Regions from separate parts of the Zea mays genome. Here region 1 is linked to region 2. The links are chromatin contacts, called in public Hi-C maps. All regions are on one chromosome and are shown on one strand. The core of a region is the stretch at or near the end of the contact, and the rest is flanking DNA. Distances in the headings are between cores, read along the strand shown. Region 1 holds the start of LOC100272841 (putative ARM repeat-containing protein). Region 2 holds the start of LOC103637127 (shaggy-related protein kinase alpha-like).

Evidence for each region. A called contact is a pair of places that touch in the nucleus more often than the background predicts.
Region 1: a contact with region 2 is called in a Hi-C map of bundle sheath, with 2.4 times the contacts expected there. The contact joins the promoter of LOC100272841 here to the promoter of LOC103637127 in region 2. A contact is called at or near these places in 4 of 25 Hi-C or Micro-C datasets (bundle sheath, ear, endosperm and 1 more).

Annotation. Positions count from the first base shown.
Region 1 is chr1:81,461,097-81,465,020 of Zm-B73-REFERENCE-NAM-5.0, forward strand. It overlaps LOC100272841 (putative ARM repeat-containing protein), which reads left to right and starts at 1,322. Exons shown (of 3, transcript NM_001147294.1): 1 at 1,322-1,566; 2 at 1,712-1,840.
Region 2 is chr1:81,014,027-81,017,957 of Zm-B73-REFERENCE-NAM-5.0, forward strand. It overlaps LOC103637127 (shaggy-related protein kinase alpha-like), which reads right to left and starts at 2,062. Exons shown (of 13, transcript NM_001347078.1): 1 at 1,792-2,062; 2 at 881-1,138; 3 at 702-794; 4 at 289-348; 5 at 1-187. The coding sequence starts at 1,851.

The DNA of each region.
Region 1 (3,924 bases), core at 72-2,571, 450 kb after region 2:
GCATGCAGCTAATAACAGCCATAGCTCACACGTTCTCTGGGTAAGGTTGTAGGAAAACTGCGGACCGGATCACTGGCATATGAAGCCCACGCTGCCACACACACATGCTATCTACCTAGCGCACATACACCAAAATGGACTTACTTTTCATTGTGCAAAGAGATGCACTCCAACAGCTGGCCTTAACAGAATTCTGGAAACGGTTTATGCATCCAGTGGACTGAAACTGAAAGCGACCATTGTGGACTCTGAAATACAGTGGCAGAACCGCAGAAAATAGTCCGTCGACTGCCACACCGCCATTTCCAATGACGTGCTACAGAGTGAATCCTACTAGATTGCTACGACAGCGGATTCAACACACGAACTGGACGAGAAGATGCTCCTGTCGAAGGAACTAGCTGCCAAACCTCGTCGAATCCAAGCGTGATCCACGAGGCACCGCAGATCGCAACGCGCTTCCGTCGATCCTCTCAGTCTAGCGTGCAGCCTCAATCCAAGCGGCGGGCCGACCCAGATCTACAAGGCCCACGCCCTTAATTCCCTCACGACGATTTCAATTTACCCATGGACCAGGGGGCGGGCGGCACCGGTAAAGGGCAGATCGAAGCAAGCACGCATAAAAATGCGCATACACTCGTAACTAGACCAGATCTGAATGCAAATAACCAAATAGCTTAAGTTACGGGTGGGGTGCTCGTTATCGGTGGGCGTACCTAGCAGGTGTTCGTCGCCGACAGATAGGGGTGGGGTGCTCGTTATCGGTGGGCATACCTGACAGGTGTTCGTCGTCGGCAGATATACCTGGGCACCAGGTGTAGGGAGACATCGGTTGTCGTCCATCGCCGCCGAGTGGGATACAGGGAGGGTGAGGCCGTGAGAGAGAGAGAGAGCACGCGTAGTGAACAGAAGAGAACACAAGGGATGAGAACTGAGAGCACGAGGTAGAAGTCTCCAGAGGCCTTGAGTGCACGCGAGAGTCTCGCGGGTGAGAAGAAATGAACTGATGATCCACGATCGGACGACCACATTTTTTTAGAGTGACGTGGATAGGTGCATCGAAGCCGTTTCCGTTCCGCTTTAATAATATAGAAATGACGATTGGTTAGCGGGCCTAGCGAGTCGGCCTAACATACTCACTCTTCTGTCTGGGCCTGGCGTGCCCTTTATGCGGGGCCGGGATGGGCCCATAGAAAATGGGCAGGCTGAGCTAGTAACAGGCCGCGAAAGCTGGCGGCTTTCGAGCCGGCATCCCGACCATTTCAAAATCATCTCATGCGACGTGGCGTCGTGCGTGCACCGCCTCGCAGGCCGCCTCAAACGCTCCGGTCCTCAGCGCCCGTTCCACGGGGCCCACGCTCCTCGATCCGACGGCTCGCTTCGCCTCGAATTCAAAAACTCGTTCCGAAGCAGCAGCCGTCCTGTGATCCTGTACTCCTGTGTCCTGTCCAAGTCCACCGGAATTTAAATCCCTCAACGACTCGCTAGCTGGGGACTTACACGACGCGACGCCAGAGGAGGAGGAACTCTGTCGGGGGGCGGCTACAAGAGGCGGTGGTGCTCGCGGTGAGTGCGCTCATGAAATGATTCCCAGATCCTCCTCCCAATCATGCAGCGATCGAGTAGGAGCAACAACGCCCACGCGCGCAGCGGCGTTCCCAGGATGGTTGTCGTTTGATTGATGATCGGCGTCCACGCGTCCTGATTGCAGCCAATCTACCTCTGGTTGGACTCTGCGTCGCGGCGAGCGGCGCCGGGAGGAGGAGGTGGAGGCCGCCGGAAAGTGGCGGTGGGCGAGGAGGGGTGGCGGGCGGCGACACGACCGGCATCGGTGAGAGAGGTAACCGCAGGACATGGCTCTGTTTTTTTATCCCCTTTTTTTCGCTCTTCGTTCTCGATCGCGCTTCGCTCCATGTGCTGGGAGGGTGAGCTTCGAAGCCAAGCGTCCGCTCTTCCTGCTCCGCTCCTGGCTGCCGCATTCGCCATTCGGCCGTGCTTTCTCCACCATGCAAGCCATGATCTCTGCAATAGTGTCTCGAATTTTCTAACAATCACACGCCAAGTCGTCGTTTGCTTGGGGTTGGGGAGTTGGGAGAGACGGGTGGAGTCGAGAGCTCAGAGTGATCTACTCCTACTTTAGAGTGGGGACATTGTTACTCGTTTAGGACTGATTTGATGACTAGGGATTACAGGAGGATGGAAGGAATTAAAGAAAAAATTAGTTTATTTACTTCTCAATCTCCTCCGATCCTCTCGTAATTCCCTTGTCACCAAATCAACCCAAATAAGAACAAAGAATTACCCTGGGCCTTTTGCAATGCACAATAATAAAGTTAGGAACCCTCGTCTCTGCCGGCGCCGGCGTCCGCACGGCACTAGCTTTCAAACGACTCTCATAGAATGGAGTAGCAGTAACCGACCGTAGGAGCGGCCGGCGCGTGGTACGTGAGCTATAGCTCCGGGCGCCAGCTGTAACAATGGCTAGCTATTTCACTAACTATACGTAGAAAATATAGAAAAATGAGAATAGCTAACGATGGACAAGTAGATATAAGATTTCAGGTATTTAAAAAACTGAGTGTATTGTGTGTGTGACCAAGTACTAGTGTTGAGATAAATATTATTTTTATTTTTCTCTCAGCTCCATGTCAGCTAACTATTTGAGACAACCATTGTGGATGCACTAAGGCTATTCACAATGTTAGTTTCATGATGATTTCATGCCCATTTAATAGTGTGCTACATCATTATTTTAGATAATATGACATTATATTTAAGATAAATTAGTTTTATGAGATAAAATTGGTTTCATGGGATGAAACCATATTAACCCGTTTTCAAGGTCTTGAAAATCGTGTGAAACCAACGTTGAGGATGATTTGTTTTATCTTTGTATATTTTACTGATTTTTATTGGTTGTTTAGTTACAACATTTAATTGGTATGTTAGTTTATAAAATACTGAACTGAAATTTTACATCAAAAGGTAGTGTTTCATGCTTAGTTTTATGACATTCTTAAATATATAACAGTGTTAGAAAGAGTGTTATGAAATGAACACTGTGATTAACCTAAGAAATTGGGGAATCGAGTGAAACGCGCCTTCGGGACAGGGAGCGTCCCGAGACGCTCGTGCTCCGGGCTTGCTCGCTGCGTTGGATTCCCCGATCCCGCCGCGGGCCCGATTTCGTGTGCCGCATGCATGGCCGCACCCACCCCACCACACCAGTTGCCACGAGCCCACACGGCCTTTAATTCGTGTGCGCGAAAAGTTGTTGGTTGCTATCGCACGCGTGGTCCGGTGGTTGTGCCACCGCCGGTAACAGGTGGTCCGGCACGTTTTTTTCGTACTGCTAGGCTATTTGTGTGTGGTTCGTTAGCCTTTTGTGCGTGTTCTTGTGTGTCAGTTTTTAACCTCCAGCGAAAGCATTTCTTTCGATCCTTCTTTACATGCATGCTTGGTAGGTCAGTCATGACTCATGGCGAGCTAGCTCAATGGGAAGCATCCGAGGGATTTTGCAGTTACCTTTTCAGAGGACTCGGTTCTTTTACGATACGTACCCCACACAATTATTTCGCCATGATTCTTTTGTGTGAAGAAAGTGCGAGATCTTTGGATTGTATTATAATAAGAAAGTAATGTGAAAAATAAACATCAGCATGCAAATCTTACTCTTCCGAAGACCACGCCTCTCTGTTTGAATCACACGCTCTGTGTGGAAGTGGAACCCACACCCACGAATCACCCGTTCACCACCGTCTGATGATTAAAGTGATTTAGCTTCACCTAGTGCTGCAGTGCAAACCAAGCGAGGACTGAAAAAACAAAAGTTCTCTCACGCTCAAAAGAACAGCAATGCATTGGTCACACTTTTTTGAATTTGGATGGACATATAGCATGCAGCTCGTACTCATAATGCAGACT
Region 2 (3,931 bases), core at 812-3,311:
ATACAAATTCAAGTACAAGGTTGAGGTAAACTTCTCCCTTTTGAGTTGTTGAAAAGAAGTGATGCTTCAGCTGAACTACATTCGGGTGGTCATGTAACTGCATAGTCTGGAGCTCTCTATTCTTGTAGCGCTTATCTTGTAACACCTTTTTTATCGCCACCGTCTCGTCAGTTTCCAAGCATTTCGCCTGTTATACACGATAAGTTCAATGATTTTGGCCACAGCATTGTGAACTCCCATTTCTAGAAATAAGTGTTATATGAGGCCAAAAGATGGCAAATGGCGTACCTGGAAAACAATACCAAACGAACCAGTACCAACAACCAATTCTGCCATGTATGAGACCTTCTGTATGACCATTAGAAACAATATTAGTGATTTACAGTTCGAGTTTCACAAAATGATGTTCTAAATAAATAGTAGGACAATAAATTCAAAGGAATATCTAAAGAGCAAAATTTTGCATCCATCAGATAAAGAATATCCAATCCAATAGCAATATAAAAAAATATAGAGTGCTGCTGCAATGTCATCCACAGAGGACTTTTTTTTAATATATATAAAAATCAAGTAGCCCTGTTTACATAGCATGCAGGAATATTCAATGTAATGTACTGTCATTGGTATTCAATGCCTTTTTAGATGAATGCAAAAAAAACAATAGGTATTCAATGCAAGCAAGATACAGGTTAGTATATTACCTGCTTTGGCTTCCCATTGTGACCTCCTATTGTTGTCACAATTATCTGCCCTGTCTCTGTTCCAGTCCCATCAAGTGTAACACCCTCACCTTCCTGTAGCCAGAGAACACAAGGCATGATTACCAAAAGCAGAAATGGTATGTGCTCATCAATCAATGAATCAATGAGATTGAAATAACCTTATCATTATGGCCATCAGCTTTATCGTCGCTAATTGTCATAATATTCATCTCTTTGGGAAGAAGATCTGCTCCTGCTTCTTCAGTTTTAACAGGTTTCATGCTAGTAGATGTGCTTGCCTCAGCATCCCTATTAGATGTTGACGATGATTCTTGGTCTATCCGCACAGGTTTATCCTCGGTTAAGTGTGGCTCCATAACAATATCTCCTGCTCCATCCTGCTCAAACTTTGGTCTTTTGGAGCCAGAGTCACCACCCTAACAATAGATAACGAGAAATGGTTATTTGTTTCATAATTCCTTAGCATTTATTGAAGAAGAAAAGGCAGAGTTTCTTCAATGTAACAACCCCCACTTCTCATGTCCTTCTTTTTTGTGAACGGGAGACATTTCCTGATTAACCTACAGGTTAAAATCCTTCCCGAATGAACAAATTTTTTGAACCAATGGACTGATTAGAACCTGATATTATCCTTTACCAGTAAAGTCTCAGACTCTCAGTTAATAGGCTACTGTCCATTTTCTTCATGGTCCTATGAAGCTCAGTTGCCAACGCATTACAGCCAAAACCACACCTATTAGACAAACTGGTGAAATAAATACTTGAGCAAAAACGAACAACATGTCGCCATTAAAGTGCAAGGAGCCGAATGCCAAATCGACTAAAGCAAAATAAAGCGCTTGGCACCTGATGAGGCAACAGACCGTGCAACGCTTTAGCCTTTCTATAAAGGGGAGGCAGCCACGACGAAGCAAGCAAACGAAATGAACAGACGCTGCCGCAAGAAACGACCGAGCGAAGCCCAAGAAAATGAACCCGGACGTTAGCATAGCGTCATTGAACACCCAATGCGGGTGTGCCCGGGCCACCAATGGCGGTGGGGAATGGGCCGGGGAAATGGAGCTCTCACCGGATCGGAGACCGACGAGCGGCCGGAGGCGATGCTCTTGAGCCGCCGCATCATATGCATCCTCCTCCCTCAGACGCAGCCCAGCAGCAGCGACCCCGAACCCTAGCCTCGTCTTCCCCGCCTTCGTCGACCCCGTCGCCCGGCTCCTCCGCCGCCCTCGCGATGCAGCCTCGCCGCTGCCGGAGGCGGCGATCTAGGGAGGGGCGGCCGCGGGGGGGAGGGGAGGGCCCTGGAAGCTTCGGGCGTCGTCGTCGCGGGGAGGCGACGTGCGGTGAAAATTTTGGGGATGGGTGGCGGAGGAAGGGGACGGCCGGACGGATTCGCTCGCTGCACCACTAGATTTCTCGGTGCTTTTTTTAGCTTTGTGACTCGAGCTCTCTCTCTCTCCCCCTCTCCGGTTGTTGGAGCTGGTCGCCAAAATGGCAAAAGCTGGGAGACCTTTGCATCCGGCTCCTTGGCTTTCTTTTGTTATCATCGAATCGGGCTTGGTTTTCAAATGATTCGGGGGCGGTTTGTGTATCGCACGCACACTTCTTCTATTTTTCAAAAATGGTGCTGGGTGTATGTGTTTTGCCCAGTTCTTTATTACCACGATGGGATGGTGTTTGGTTCCACCCAACTATTCAAACCAGGTAGTTTACTCAACAAGACTCAAGAGAGTGTAAACTCTGAAAGAGTCGGACAAAGGTCTCATTGGCAGGTTACTCAAGACGTCAGGGTTAGAGATGGCAACGGGTACAAACCCACTGGGTTTTGCCGTCCCAAACCCGTACCCGTGAAAAATATCTATGCCCATTAAAAAACCCGTACCCGTGACGGGTTTGAGATTTTGCCCAAACCCGTACCCATCGGGTTAACGGGTACCCATGGGTTACCCGCGGGTTTCATCTCCAATATAATTATCTTCTCATAATCAATAAGTATCATAATGATTAATGATATCATGATCCAAAATCTATGTAATAAACAACGAGTTCATGATTTGGTATAAAAATTATTAGTAGAGAGAATGAAATACAAATAATAAGTTATATAATTAAGTGACCTTGCACTAAGTTATCCATCTACCACATATATAACGCTAGTAAAAACTATAATAGCAAGCAAGCAACACTCTCACCGATTACTGATACATTCACCAATTGTTAAAAATTATGAAGCAAATAAGGAATAACAAGTTTCTTGTTCGTTTATAAAATAAAATGACAATATGCACTAGGTTTGGTCGGGTTTAAAAAACCCACGGGTTCACGAGTTTAGGTACTATAGGAACAAACCCGTACCCATAAACCCGTTGGGTACAGATTTATGCCCATTAACAAACCCACGGGTATGAAAATTGGTCCAAACCCGTACCCTAATGGGATAAAAACCCATCGGGTTTCGGGTTTCGGGTACCCATTGCCATCTCTAGTCAGGGTGCAATGTACAAAAGGGATGGAAACGGAATATTTGGGCACAGGGCACAGGCGACGAATCCGGCAGTCAAAGCTCCCAGGTGCGAGCCCAATCATTGCCGCCTCCGCCGGGCGTCAACCGTCCGATTTTCCGGTCCACCCGATCGGACGACCACGCGGGGGGCAGACTGAGAGCGAGCACTTGCTGTTGCGGACTTGCGGGGACAGCTGCCACCCGCGCGGGGTATCCGGGCCCGTGGTTCCCCGCCGATCTCTCGCAATCAGGGCACCGAACCGGAGCGCGCGTGGCGCGCACTCCGCGACTCTCGCCATGTGGGATGTGGCCGGGGGGCAGCCCAACGTCGGGTTCGCTCAACACATCTCTCATCCGGAACTGGAATGGAACAGAATCTCGTCGGACTTGACGCCAATCCAATTTTTTTTAAGATCAAAGTCGAAGGTGACGGCAAGCTTAGCCGCACCTGTAGTCCTGTACCAACCGTAGGATAGACTGGGTGATAGAGTAGTCGAGTAGTCAGTCTATTGAACACAGACCAAGAACCACCGAAATGTTGGTTGGAACGTAGGCTCGTAGCGCAACAGCTCTAGCACATAAGAGCATCTCCAACAAATCCTAATAGTCCTAAATCTTCAATTTTAAATTAAGAAAAAATAGGAAAAAAAACAATCCTCCAACAAATATCTATCAACACTCCTTATCCTCTCGCTTCGTCCGTTGTGGA